2 separate regions of the Mus musculus genome follow, and region 1 is linked to region 2. A link is a contact called in public HiChIP or PLAC-seq data. All regions are on one chromosome and are shown on one strand. The core of a region is the stretch at or near the end of the contact, and the rest is flanking DNA. Distances in the headings are between cores, read along the strand shown.

Evidence for each region. HiChIP or PLAC-seq counts read pairs in DNA pulled down with a chosen protein or histone mark.
Region 1: an H3K4me3 HiChIP or PLAC-seq map of craniofacial prominence shows a contact between it and region 2, with 5 times the contacts expected there. The contact joins the promoter of Matn4 here to the enhancer-like site in region 2. A contact is called at or near these places in 4 of 39 promoter capture datasets (the 3T3-L1 cell line, the C10 cell line and cranial neural crest), 2 of 484 Hi-C or Micro-C datasets (both in the G1E-ER4 cell line), 2 of 115 datasets of contacts at active chromatin or transcription factors (craniofacial prominence and embryonic hindbrain) and 3 of 9 other capture datasets (embryonic stem cells, liver and pancreatic islet).

What each region holds. Positions count from the first base shown.
Region 1 is chr2:164,401,265-164,408,032 of GRCm38.p6, reverse strand. Matn4 (matrilin 4) reads left to right here and starts at 3,215. Exons shown (of 11, transcript NM_013592.4): 1 at 3,215-3,542; 2 at 6,071-6,191. The coding sequence starts at 6,113. Rbpjl (recombination signal binding protein for immunoglobulin kappa J region-like) reads right to left here and starts at 4,839. Exons shown (of 12, transcript NM_009036.1): 1 at 4,715-4,839; 2 at 3,472-3,574; 3 at 2,154-2,279; 4 at 231-301; 5 at 1-48. The coding sequence starts at 4,736.
Region 2 is chr2:164,043,563-164,050,611 of GRCm38.p6, reverse strand. It overlaps Pabpc1l (poly(A) binding protein, cytoplasmic 1-like), which reads right to left. Exons shown (of 14, transcript NM_001114079.2): 9 at 6,972-7,049; 10 at 6,232-6,348; 11 at 4,643-4,749; 12 at 3,038-3,131; 13 at 988-1,118; 14 at 74-635. The coding sequence ends at 573. Among named protein-coding and RNA genes, the nearest start is that of Pabpc1l, 22 kb to the right of the region's middle. Within about 2 kb of position 3,026, at least 106 of the 459 cell types and tissues checked have an H3K27ac peak or open chromatin away from gene starts, as enhancers often do. A contact at or near this core is called in the G1E-ER4 cell line, craniofacial prominence and pancreatic islet, where this site is marked.

The DNA of each region.
Region 1 (6,768 bases), core at 1,966-4,465, 360 kb before region 2:
GTCCCATGTAACCGCAGACGGTGGGCCCGGTCTCCGCAGATTGGAGGGCTGAAAAAGGACGGGAATTAAACCCTGGAAGTCTGGGGGAAGCTCAGGTGCGGGTCAAACTTAGTTCTTGCCGCCAGAGGGCGCAGCGAGACTGCGCCTGCAACCGTCTGGGCTCCCGGGCCCTGCTGAGGCAGTTGGTCCTTCCTGCAGAACCGAGCAACAGCCCGTCAGGGCACTCTCACCTTGGTCTTGCATTGGCTTCACCCTCCAGCCAGGACCCGCGAGGTAGACACAGGGTGGAGGACAGAAGAACCTGGGAACACATAACATCATTTTCACTGTCTTAAAAGTGTCTCAAGGTGGCATAAATTTTTAAAGAATCATGATTTAGTGTCCCCTCTCCCAGAGTGAAACCGTTAATGCATTATTAGACCTCATCAGTAAGTCCTGCCCGCTCCATCTTCAAAACACATCTGGAATCCGTTAGATTCCTACCAACTTCACCTTGGTCCTAACCACTATCCCTTGCCTTCCCAACTCAGCCTTCCATCTGTCTCTCCCTTGCTACAGATGCCTCTTTTAGTTTGTTTTTCACACAGCAACTAGATTACTTTAAAAAATTTATTTATGGATATGAGAGCTCTATTTGCATGTATGCCTGCATGGCAGAAGAGACCATCTGACAGAAGAGAACATCAGATCCCATTACAGATGGTTGTGAGCCAGCAAGTAGTTGCGAGGAATTGAACTCAGGTCCTCTGGAAGAGCAGCCACCAGTGCTCTTAACCCTGAGTAGTCTCTCCAGCCCCAGATTAGTTCTTAAGTAACAGGTGGCTCAGTGGATAAAAGGCTTGCTGAGGCAAGCATGATAACTTGACTTCAATGCCCAGAACCCATCAAAAGGAGGAAGAGAACCAACTGTACACCTAACTGCACACATTATCCTCTTACCTCCACAGGAATCGTGGCATCTATACATCCACACAGCACCAGTATCACCACCAGCACCAGAACCACCACCAACATCAACAACAAAAATAACAGTCAAGGGGTAGGAGAGACGGCTCAGCAGTTAAGAGCCCTGGCTGCTCTTCCAGAGGTTCTGAGTTCAACTCCCAGCAACCACATGGTGGCTCACAACCATCTGTAATGGGATCCAATGCCCTCTTCTAGTGTACAGGCATGCATGTAGACAAAATACACACACATATATAAAATACATAAATAATCTGGAAAGAAGTAACAGTTAAATTAAGTTGGGTGTGGTGGCTCACGTTTGTAATCCTAAACCCAGTACGGAAGGGATGGGGCCTCTGAGGCAGGAGGATTGGTATAGGTTCCGCCTGAGCTAGAGTTAGAGTCTGTCTTATCCCCCCCAAAATATAACAAAATAAACGATATTATTAATAATAATGAAAATGAATCAAATTGTGATGTCCTCTTATCAACATCCCTTGTGGTTTAAAATCCCAAATCCTCACATGACCTGGACACTGCTTCTCCTGTCATCTTCTCTAACGTCCCCCTCTTCTGACCAGTCTCCCCCTTTCATCCTCTTACAGTACTGAGTATATAGCCTTGAGGTCCTTGCGTTTTCTATTGCTTCCAGTTAGAATGCTTCCTGGAGTTTTCCCATGCCTGGCTCTATCTCAGCACTGGTACATCAGCTCCAATGTCACTTCTTAAAGAGCCCTTTGACCTCCTTGACCTTTCAAGCTAAGGTATCCCCTTTGGTCTACTATGTGACTCCACTCTGTTTTTCTCTGGCTCTCATCACAATCTGAAATACCTTGTTTGCTGGCTTGTGGGGAGGTGACTGCATGTCCCCTACCAGAATGGAGATGCCATGGAAGTAGAGGCTGTATCTGCCTGGTCCAGCTGGAGGCTTAGTGCCCAGCAGTGACCCTGGTGCGTGACATGTAGTACGCAGCAGAATGAATGGATACTGGTCGGGGATGTGGGGATCTGACAGCCACTGTCAAGTTCTGCTCTAGATCCCAGTAGGCAGCTGTTGTTGGCTGGGGAACAGGACCCTGGCTGAACAATGGCTGAGGTGTCAGCCTTGAGGCCTCCAAGATGTCAAAGAAGCTAAATGGTGGTGGGTTTGGAGGGAGGCATAGGGCTGAAGGCTGTGGAGACCTGGGTCGGGGTAGGGAGCCACCTACCGCTTCTCATTTCCATAGGATTTCTGAGCCACCTTGGCATGCAGGATCCACACAGTCTGCTCACATCTTTGCTGCAGGCATGTGCGCACACCTTCTCTTAGGATGATGGCATGCTCTGGGGGTGACCTAGGAATGGGGGTTGGGCCCACGGGGCCACAGGAAGGAGAGTCAAGGGTTGAGTTGGCACAAAGCCCACCCCTGAAGCTGAGTGAGCTGAAGTTGGAGATGGGGTTGATTTATGTCCTCCAAGGGATCTGGGGGAAGAAGGACTTGGGAAATGAGCTAAATATTTGTGTTCCAAGAACCCTGCACAGACCTCACCAGGATCACCCAGGTGCTACACTGTGTGGGTGGCTTCCCGGCTGTTGTAGTCTGGGGCCAAGTGGAATAGCTGTGTTTAAAACCCTACATTTGGTTCTCAGATGGAGGTGGGCTTTGTGGAAATAGTAATTAAGCTTTCAACTCATAAGGGGAAACAGCCTTTGCCAGCTCCAGGTCCGGAGCACAACCTCAATTCGAGCAGGCACATGCACCGGTGAAAATGTGACCAAGGCTCCAAACTGCATTACCAGGATTGGGGTGGGGGGGAGGCGGCGGATCTGAGTCTTTCTGATGCCCAAACAACACCCTTGGCTTAATGCTACGGGGGTTTTCTTTTCTTTGAGTGTAGCACGGGTCAGCTCTCTGGGGTCTGTTGCTTATCAGTCCGAGAGTTTGACAAATGAGGATGGGTTCTCTCAAAGCCTGCGCAATTAAAAGGAGCACATGAAAAAGAGTCTGTGGTGAGTCTTTATTTGGGAAATGAGCAAGTTGGGCCCTGAAGAGAGCTGGGAACTCCAAGGCTGTCCTTTTGAGTCCTTTTACCTTTACGGCAGGACCAAGTCTCGGCCTTTCATCACTCCAGGAAGGGACAGAGGAGGGCAAGAGTCGGGCGCGTCCTTGGAAGCCCAGGCAGGCCAGGCAGGCGGCGGTCAGGACCGCTCCGCCTCTTGGGGCTCTCCTCTGGGAAGTGTCTCGTGTAGGATTCCAGAGCATTCCGGCTGCCCGGAGTGTCGCCGCCCGACTCCAGCTGTAGCCCAATTCCGGCCCGCAGCTCGCGCCTGCAGCTCCCAGAGCAGCAGGAAAAAGGGGCGCCGTGCTTGCTGGGGCCCGAGTGTTGAGAGGAAGGGGGAGAACGCTCCTGCCAGTGGGAGGGGTCGCAGCCCGCGCTCCCCCTCCCCACCCTCCCGCTCCAGGTTAAATGCAGCTGCCGCTTGGGCTCGCCCTGGCTGTCTGGCATTCCCCACTTAGGGCAACCTGCCCACGCCGCCGCCGTTACCTGGTCCAACTCCCCAGGAGGCTGGGCCCGTCGCTCTGTAGCCGCACCTCTGAGCTGTCCGGCAGGCTCAGGTGAGTCAAAGGGCCCGGGGGCAACGAGGGGTCTGCAGGGAAGCCAGCGTAAAACCCGTAGGGGGACAAGTCTTAACAGCCTACGTGTCCACGTCTAACCTGCAGTACCTTTTCCGATCCCCCTCTGGCAAGGCCAACAAAATGCAGGTCCTCCTTCCCTAATCTCCCTCCACGCCTGGCACCTTCCCAAAGTGTCCTTTCCGGATTAGCTCTTGAACTCAGACCTCTTTGGAGCGCACTTTCCTTGGGAATGCACTTTCCCTATCCTAAGGGCGTCCGAGAAATTTCCTCTTCAATGCAAGGATCCTTATCAGGAGACCTGGGCTCACTCTAATGGGCCACTACTTCAAAGCAAGCCTTTGAACGATGATGACTCTCTTTGCCCTCCCTAGACCGCCCCCCCCCCCCCCGTGGAACAGCGGATTTGGAAAGCTGAAATTGAGAGGGCAGCTGTTTTGACTTTCTAAGAGTCCTGAGGTGCAAGCGACATCAAGTGCGTGTTGACTTAAGCCAAGAGGAGCTTAAGGGAGCCCTTAGTCAAGAGCCAACCCTGAGTTTCAAAGGCCCGGTGGAGCTATACTCAGATGTTTGCCCTGGGGTGCTGGCTCCGCTCTGGCCCACTCTAGAAAAGGCTTGCCTTTCCTCCTACCTCCACCATCAAGCCACTGGCACATCTAGCTAGCTTGTCACCTTACCACCACAGACCCTGCCAGAAGGATTTTTGTTCTTCTACCCTCGCTGGAAAGCCAGAAGGGAGAAGAATCTCGGATAGGAAGCTGGTCTGGAGTCAGAGCCACGCACCGGCCTTGCTCAGAATGGGCTCATTCAAGGAACTGGGGGGTTGAGGGAGGGGCAGCCGTGGGTTAAGGGGCGATGGCCTGCTCTGCCAAGAAACCACAGAAAAATGGATAGAGCAGGCTCAGTGTGCCGTGTGGGGGTGGGGTGGGGAACGGAAGAAAGGCTTAGTGATTCTTAGGTGCAAGGGAACCAGGCTTCTCTGGAGGAAGAGACAGGGGTGGGGTGTAGGGGGGTGAGAGCTAGGTTTAGTTCTGTGCCTGGAGCCCAGCTGGGTAGTCTTATTGGGCAGCACATTTTCCATCCGTACAGTGTGTGTGTTCCCTTAGTGGTTCTCAAGGGACCTAGTTAGGCTACACAGGAAGGAGAGGGCTCACCTGTTGTCTCCCTGGGGTCCATGGCTGCTCATCGAGGCCCAGGCCGCTCTCTTGCTGCCCTCTGGGCACATCTACCGCCACTGACTTCGATACCGTTCACACATCTAAGCCCCGATCCGATCCTCACACTGGATTTATCCTGTCCAAGCCTTATCTTCAAGGTCCCGGGACTCCCAGCGGCCTGTTTGCTCTGGGCAGGGACACCTGCTGGGCAGATGTAGGCTTCCCACGGCAGTAGAAGCCAGACCCAGCAGGCGCCCCCTGGCGGCCTCTCCTAAGAGCAGGCGAGAAACAGACACCGAGGCGTGTCTTGTGCAGGACTCCACTCTCTGGCCTACCACTAAGAACCCAGACCCCAAGAGCTGCTCTTTGGCGTGTGGCACGGGTTTGGGGGAATATGGGGAATGATTTCTGTCCGCAGAAGAAGAGAGTGTGGAGCACCTTAGCTGACTCACACACCAGATAGACAGGACTCTATCTCGGCCGCAGCCACTTTCCTGCTATAAGGCGTTGGGTAGCAGCATTTAATTTCTTAAAGCCTATTTCTGAATAGGGAGAACCGAACCAAAACAGCCTTAAATGTCGGAACTACAAAGAGGGTCAATGCCACAACGGAAAAGCACATTTAGCACTATATCTGGTATTTAGGAAGGGGTTCTTTCGGGGACTGGCAAGATGGCTCAGTGGGTAAAGGTGCTTGCTGTCGGGACTGACCACCGGAGTTCAGTCCTGTTTAATTCTGGGACACACACAGAGGAAGGAGAAAACGGACTTCAGCGAATTGCCCCCTGACCTCCACACGTGTGTGCCATAGTGTGTGAGCACACACCATATACATGTATATATATGTAACACACACACACATATATGGTGTGTATGCTATATAATATATATGATGTGTATGATCTGTAATATATATCATATATATGGTGTGTGTGTATATATATATATACACACATATGTATATAATTTTTTAATACAAGCGTTTATCTCCTTTTGAGTTTTATGTATTTTTATCTACTTCTTATTAACTTAGTGCCCTGTAGTTCTGTAAAATGCCATTTTTTACAAAGGCTCCTCTGTGAGTTTCAGCAATCCCAGTGTGGTGACATCAAAAAATTATCATGAGCCTTTTTGTTTTGTTTTGAGAAAGAATCTCACTATGTAGCCCTGGGTGGCCTGGAACTCACTATGAAGAACAGACTGGTCCTCAAACTCCCAGAGATCTGCCTGCCTTTGCCTCCCGAGTGTGCAGCTATGCCTGGCAAAACATTTTGAACATACGCAAAGCCAGAGTGTTCATCCCCTGCAATAAAAGCACCGTCAAAACTGTTGCTTTGCGACCTTCTTTTCTAGCTGCAGGCTGTGACACTGTGGTTCGTCATCCTTCCAAGCACCATGAGAGGCCCCTGCTGCTGGCCACTCTCTCTGTTGCTGCTCTTCCTGCAGTCCTGGGAAACTCAGCTCCAGTCTGCAGGTGAGTTGGATCCCAGCCCTCACCATGGGAGGAAGGGAGCAGCAACGTTCTCTATCCACAGTGAGCCAGGGTTGCCAGGAGGGGTTGGCACACTGGTGGAAGGATGGGTGTGTGTATGGGGGGGGCGGGCTTTAGAACACAGGCTGGATTCGGGCTTCATCCCTCCCACTTCATCCCTCGGGCGGGCGCTGTTTCCTCAATTGTAGTATGTGGCATAGTTTTGGGTTCATTCGGTGTCGACTTTTATTGAAGCTTATTGAAACCATGGAAAAATCAGGAGACTCCACATTAAAAAACAACCCTATTTGAGAATTTTCTTGAACAAAACCAACCAACCAAACAAACAGACCAGGGACCTGCTTGCTGGGACAATCCAAGTTATCAGAGATACAGGAGATGAGATGTTCTAGATATAATCTAATCAGTTCATTCATTTATGGTGTCTGGCTGGCTCATGTAGGCATTTGAGACAGCGACATCTCTTTGTTCACTCCTCAATACATAACACAGACTCAGAACAGCTCCCAGAACTGCATGCGCGCGCGGGGGTGGGGTGGGGGAACCTTGTGTGATTTCC
Region 2 (7,049 bases), core at 1,777-4,276:
CCTGCTCTAAGGTCTTACTACGGTCCAGTCTTACTACGGTCCAGTCGGCCCCACCCTCCTTCCAGGCAAGACAGATTTTTGCAGCATTTTTTAATATATAAAGCAAAATGATCAGCAGGGGGACTGTGTCAGCCTTCATTACATAATCAGAGCTCAAGAACACAGAGATCCCCATCAGGAAAGAAGTTAGAGTTCACACAGCTAGAACCAAGAGCAGAAATGCAGTAATCAAGTAGTCAAGGGAGTGAAGATTCCATTTTCAGTGGGGGTGGGGGGAGGGGGAGTGGAGGGAAAAAAATGTTCCCAGAATATGGAAAACACCCAATCTTCAGTCAAGAAGGTGGACCAGCAGACCAGGCCTCCAGACAGGCAGAACGGAGCCAGGCGTGAGAACATCCAGCCACTGCAAGTCTCCTATGACTCCTTTAGCTTCACCAAACTCCCTGGTGCTTCAGACAAAGCCACCAACACATCACAGTGGGTTTTTGATCGCTGGGTTCTCTACGGAGTCTCCAGAGAGCCAGCAGCTCAGCCGCTCTGTCGGTCCTTCCATCCCCAGGAACCCACAGAGTTCAGTTCCTATCTGTTGACTCCATTTCTCGATGCACCTGCAGTACTGCCACCGCCTCTTCTATCTATGGGACATAAAACAGAGGGGCTTAGTGTAGCTGCCCCAATACAGGCGGTTCCAGAAGGGCCATGACTTCACTTGCATAATAAAGGATGCACGGAGCTCTGATGCCCTGCTGCTCACAAGGTCCCAGCCCACTGCCTCCTTAAACCAGGTCACACTACTGGACAGGACTCTGTACTGCAGAACACAGCTACTTGTCCTGAAGCCTTACTAGGACCTACCCAGATTTTAATCTGTGCTCCAGACTGAAGCTGTGAACCCTCAACTAAGACCCAGCAGATTGATGTCAGCTGCCCTATCTTCTCTAGGACAGCCCTTGGTCTTTGCTGTGTGGCCACCCAGTCTCCACCTGCCTTGGCATGGAGGGACTCTGGGGACTCCAGCAATAACAGAAGCTCCAGGTTGTCCAGCTCCAGCAGCATGCCCGTGATCTTGCCAGTCAGTGGGGCGCAGGCATCGTGGATGAGGGAGTAGAGACGCTCCCCTGTGTAGAACAACCTGATAGCTTACATGCACACCTGCCCCAAAACCCAGTATTCTATTAGTAGCACCATGGAGTGGAGCAATGAGGGTGCCTGAGATCTTGTCCTAGAACCTGTCACCCCAAGCTATATCATGTAACATTACTGGAAACTCCTCTTTCCAACTTTATAAAGTAGGCATAGCAGCACCACCTTACAGGACAATCTGAAGGGTCAGGTTGAATATTATATTTTTATATATATATATATAATATATTGTAAATTTATAGTTATAAATATATAGTGATATAAATAATATAAACATAATAAAAACAATAACATAAAAATATAAACAATACTATTTAAAGGTATCTACAGCAAAGTCAGTTGTTTTGAGACTCCATTTGTTTTGTGAGAAGCAGTTCTGACTAGACACATTGAGATTCCAGACAGGATTTAATGCTTGACTTGAGACTGGGGTGTGGGAGGCAAACACACAGCATAAATTCACCTTCCACCATCAGGTACTTCCACAATACAACCTAGTTCTGGTGCCGGGCCATCATAATAGGACACGGAGGACCACCACAGGGTGGGGATGCTTGAGTGGTGTTAGAAGGGTCTTCCCATAAAGGAGTGAGAGTTTATAGACAGCAGCCAATGGAGCCTACATAAGGCATTTGTAATTTTCTTCTGTATGGGGGGTGAGGGGGGCATGAAGCAGCCAGGCCTAGTAAGCTAAAGAAGCAATAGAGCGATGAGGGCCTTTAGTGAAGGGGCTTAAGGTCTGTGTGGTCATGACGTGAAGAACTTGCTGACCAGAAACAAGTGTGTGTGTGTGTGTGTGTGTGTGTGTGTGTGTGTGTGTGTGTGTGTGTGTGTGCAGAGAGGCCAGAAGAGGACATCAGATGGCCTGTTCTATCGGCCTCCACCTTATCCCCTGAAGACAGTGTCTCTCACTGACCCTGAAGCTGCCTGTTCAGCTAGGCTGGTTAGCCAAAAAGTTCCTGCTGTCTTCCCATCTCCATCTCCCAACTCTGGAATCAGGGCACACATAGCCATGGCCAGCTTTTATGTGGTTGCTAGGGATTCAAACTCAAGTCCTGAGCCACCCCCCTGTCCCCACTAGAGTCGTCTTTTGTTTTTTTTTTTAGAGCCTGTCAGAAACTCTGGGGCTGGAGAGGAAGTACTCTTGGAGCTCAGCGTCCAGAGGGAACCCTGTATTTTCCCAGCACACAGGGATTTCCTGCCTCCCACAGTAAGCACCAAGAAACAGGTGAAATTTAACCAGAGCTTCCCCGCTTTCAAAGAGATATAAGGATGTGTAATGACCACCCTGGACCAGTAGAAACCCAAGGGTGTTCACCTACCCGGCTTCTTGGCTCTGATCCCATATCCAGATATCTCCCACCTAAGTCAGAGCCAGACAGCAAGCTGGAAAAGGCCTTGGGAGCAACAGCCTACTTGTCTTTCAAGACGAAAGGACAGAGGCTTTCAAAGAGGCAGCTTGGGGGAAACCGGGAAAGGGGATAACATTTGAAATGTAAGTAAAATATCCAAAAAATGAAAGAAAGAAAGAAAGAAAGAAAGAAAGAAAGAAAGAAAGAAAGAAAGAAAGAAAGAAAGAAAGAAAGAAAGAGAGAGAGAGAGAGAGAGAGGGAGGGAGGGAGGGAGGGAGGGAGGGAGGGAGGGAGGAAGGAAGGAAGGAAGGAAGGAAGGAAGGAGAGAGAGAGAGAGAGAGAGAGAGAGAGAGAGAGAGAGAGAGAGAGAGAGAGAGAAAGAAAGAAAGAAAGAAGAAAGAAAAAGAAAGAGGCAGCTACCTAGTATCAGTGATGGGAGGAGACCTTGTTCCCACATCCGTCCTCACACAAGGTGTTCTGGGCAGGCTAGCCAGCTCACAGCCCTCCTACCTGCCCCGGTGGGGGAGGAGCCAGTAACTCACCAATCATCTGCTTTTGCTCGTGTAGGGGTGCAGCGGCCAGCATGGACACAGTCAGAGGCTGATGGCCAGGGACATACACGGCCGACTCCTGGACCTGCACATGGTGCCAGGAACACATCCCTTAACCACACGGATAGGAAAGGCCTCATACACTTACCCTAGCGGGTGAACACAAGCATCCAGGAAAGGCTCTGGAAGAGGGAAGGAAGCAAGGTCTACACAGTCAGGGGCGGGGCGGGGCGGGGGGGGGGGGTGGTGGTGGCGGGGTGGGGCGGGGCAGGAGGCGGGGCGCAGAGAGTCCCTCACAAGGGCGTGGACTGGAAAACAAAGTTATGCACAGAGATGCTGTGAACCAATGAAAATCCATTGTCACCTGAAAGGCACACTTAATAATAATCACTGTGCATCCGATAGAGCACTTTTCTCAGCAAGCTTTATGAACACAGCAACAGCAACATACATCTTATTGGGGTACATGCATGTGTTGTGTGTGTTATTCTTGATTTTCCTTGAATTTTACGCTTGCTTATTTATTTTTTTAGTTTTTTAAATTTTTTTGTTTGTTTTTTGTTTTTGTTTTGTGTTTTGTTTTTCGAGACAGGGTTTCTTCTGTGTAGCCCTGGCTATCCTGGAACTCACTCTGTAGACCAGGCTGGCCATGAACTCAGAAATCCGCCTGCCTCTGCCTCCCAAGTGCTGGGATTAAAGGAGTGCGCCACCACTGCCCGGCTTATGCTTGCTTTTTAAAAGAAAAGATTTATGTATTTATTTTATGTATACGAGTGCTATGTATACCTGTGTGCCAGGAGAGAGCATCAGATCCTATTACATATGGTTGTGAGCCACCATGTGGTTGCTGAGAATTGAACTCAGGACCTCTGGAAGAGCAGCCAGTGCTTTTAACCACTGAGCCATTTCTCCAGCTCCTCCATAGCCCTCTTATATTGCGCTAACTTTAAAAGTGCTGTTGCGATTAAAAGACAATTGTTCTTTTTACAAGAAGTCATCCAAAGAAAACATTGAAATTCTAGACATGTTTCAGTAATACTGAATTTAAAACCTTTGTGGGGATAGGAGATACATAGCCTTTTAATTATAATAAACAGTTTTAGTCCTGTTTTGAAGGTTCCTCTCAGCCCTTCCACGCTCAGCACGGTCTTAGAATCTGTCTCCTGCACTCAAACACAAGTTCAAGTTCATTTTGGTAATGACTTAAACAAAAGGTTTGTAACCAGTAAACAGAACGTGACCACAGTTCTCTCTCCCCTCTGTTAGCAGGAGTGATCTTTGACTGATTTGCGAACATTAGTAAATGAAATTTTGTAAGTGAAGAAAAGCAAGGACCAGCCGGGCATGGTGGCGCACGCCTTTAATCCCAGCACTCGGGAGGCAGAGGCAGGCGGATTTCTGAGTTCGAGGCCACCCTGGTCTACAGAGTGAGTTCCAGGACAGCCAGGGCTACACAGAGAAACCCTGTCTCAAAAAACCAAAAAAAAAAAAAAAAAAGAAAGAAAGAAAGAAAAAGAAAGCAAAGCAAGGACCAGAGGAAAAACACCTTAGCCAAACTTATGATACCCAGAGCCCACAGTGAGCAGACCACCTTACCCCATGGGCACTGTGTACAGCTGAGGTTCCTCTATGTGGCACGAGAAGCTGGCCTGGGATAGAGGATCCCTCCCCACCTGGTCCTGTAGTCTGGGTACCAATGTTGACTGTAAAAAAGAAAGGAAAAACGAAAAAAGCAGATTTCAAATGGCCACTTAGAAAAAAATACATGGCAAATTTTGGTGAATCAGTAAAGAAGTTGGGACATGTGGGCAATGCTGGCAGGAATGTTGGGGATACAGCAACTGTGGAAATACAATTGGGGGGGGCGATTCCTCAAAGAATTAAACATAGGGTCAACACATCTAGCAATCTAGGTTCTGAATGTGCACTCAAAAGAGTTGCAAGCAAAGTCTCAAAGAGATATCTGAAAACCCATGCTCATAGTAGCAATTTCTGTGTACAAGAACCCACGGGTGAGAGCAGTCCATGTGTTCAACACGTGAATGCATAGCCAAAAGACACAGAATCTACATATGCAAGACATCGCATCTTGCCGGAACATTGCTGAATCTTGAGGACGCCATGCTAAATAACAAAGCATTGAGAGTCCCACGCCATTTGCATGAAGTAACCACACTCAGTCAGCATCAGAGGGACGACTGCTTGTCAGCCTCCTGGCTAAGATCAAGTGCAAATTCAAAGGGGCAAAAAAAAAAAAAAAAAGGATAGGTTTGTTTTTCAGAGGCTAGAAAGAATTATGAATGAGGAATTGTGGCTGGTGGAAAGTTTTGTTTTCGAGACAGTGGTGGCAATGGCTGCAGTTCGTACTCAGCACTGTGAACGTACTGGAGGCCTCTAAACAACAGGCTTAAAAACAATCAGGTCCTCACTGCTCTTGCAGAGTACCACGGTTCACTTCCCAGCACCCATACAGCAATGCACAACTGTCTCTAACTCTAGTTCCAGGGAATCCAACACCCTCCTCTGACCTCCATGGGCACTACACACACATACGTGGAGGCTAACACTCATGCACATAAAATGAGAATAAATAAACCTTTAAAAATAGTGAAGCAGCCAATTATATGTTGTGCAGATTTTCCCACAGTTGAAGACTATAACAATGACCATGGGTGTTGAAACCCGGCAGCAACAGAGCTAAATGTTATATAAGTTGAAACCTGGCAGCAACAGAAGACCAGAGGGTTCATCTGACTCATTATGCAGAATCCCTGAAGAACACCCCACCGCAGTGCTGAGCACAGGGTCAGCACAGAGATATGAGGATATTAGCAAGAGACAACCTGTCTCCAAGTCATAGCCCCTTCCGTACTTGCTAAGATGCAAGTCCTTCCATTTGTGGACTCACCAATCCTCCCAACAAAATGGGCACGCTATTTTTATCCCTATTTTAAAGACTAAGTCGGCAGAGACAGCCATCAGCAAGGGTCCCAAAGTGACTCCCAAGGGCTGGATGCCATGCTAACGTTTATGTTAACGGACATCCTCCAAAGCCGGGCTGGCTCACCACGAAAGCAAGGTCACTATGGAGCCTGGTCAAAACTTACCTTCACTGCCAACCCCCAGGTCTCTCACTCTTTGACACCCTTCCATTCCGAATCCTGGCAACACTCACACACACTCACCTACTCTCTGCGTGTGAGGCACCTGGCTGGAGACCTGGCTGGCACCCCTCAGGTGGATACAGGGATGCTGCGTCGTGCTTAGAGGCTGGACCACAGAGGCAGCTGGAGGGCAGGTAGCTTATAGCAAGCACAGAGAAAAACAGGGAGAGGTTTCCGGTAATCATCAAAGTGCTACACTGTGTCCTAAGTTCCCAGAGCTGGAGATGAGCTAGAAATTCACACACACACAAACACAGAGAGAGACAGAGAGACAGGGAGACGGAGACAGAGAGAGACAGAGAGAATTTACCTAGACCTAAGGAGGGTGCACAGAAATCTGCAATGACAAACCCCAAAACCAGCTCACATCTCCCCAGGCCCTGAATTTCTCGAGTACCCTGATCCTTCACTTTGGTCCCAAGAGAACTACATGGAAAGGCCATTCATTAGCAATTTAGCCAAAAGAGTTTCATACTTTTATTCTCTGCTTTGCAAGAATTTTCAGCTCCAAATCAGAGTTAGCCTTTAGAAAGAACTGACAATGGCCACACTATGTGTCTTTGTCAGGGTTGCCATAGTGCTTGCTGCTTCATGAACATTTAGTCCCAAGTCAGGGAGGGGAAACTGAGGCTCATAGGAGTGGGGTAAGGTAACCGGTTCTGAGAAATGCAAAGCCAAGCTTGATGCCATAGTTTCTGTCTCTTTCCCTGAGGCTCACATCCACAAGCCAGGCTGAAGGTGGAAAGGGCTGGGTCACTTACATGGAGGTCCATGTGGCTGGGCTGTCCACCTGGGGTCAGGTTGCATTGGAGTTATGGAGCCAGAACTGTAGTACACAG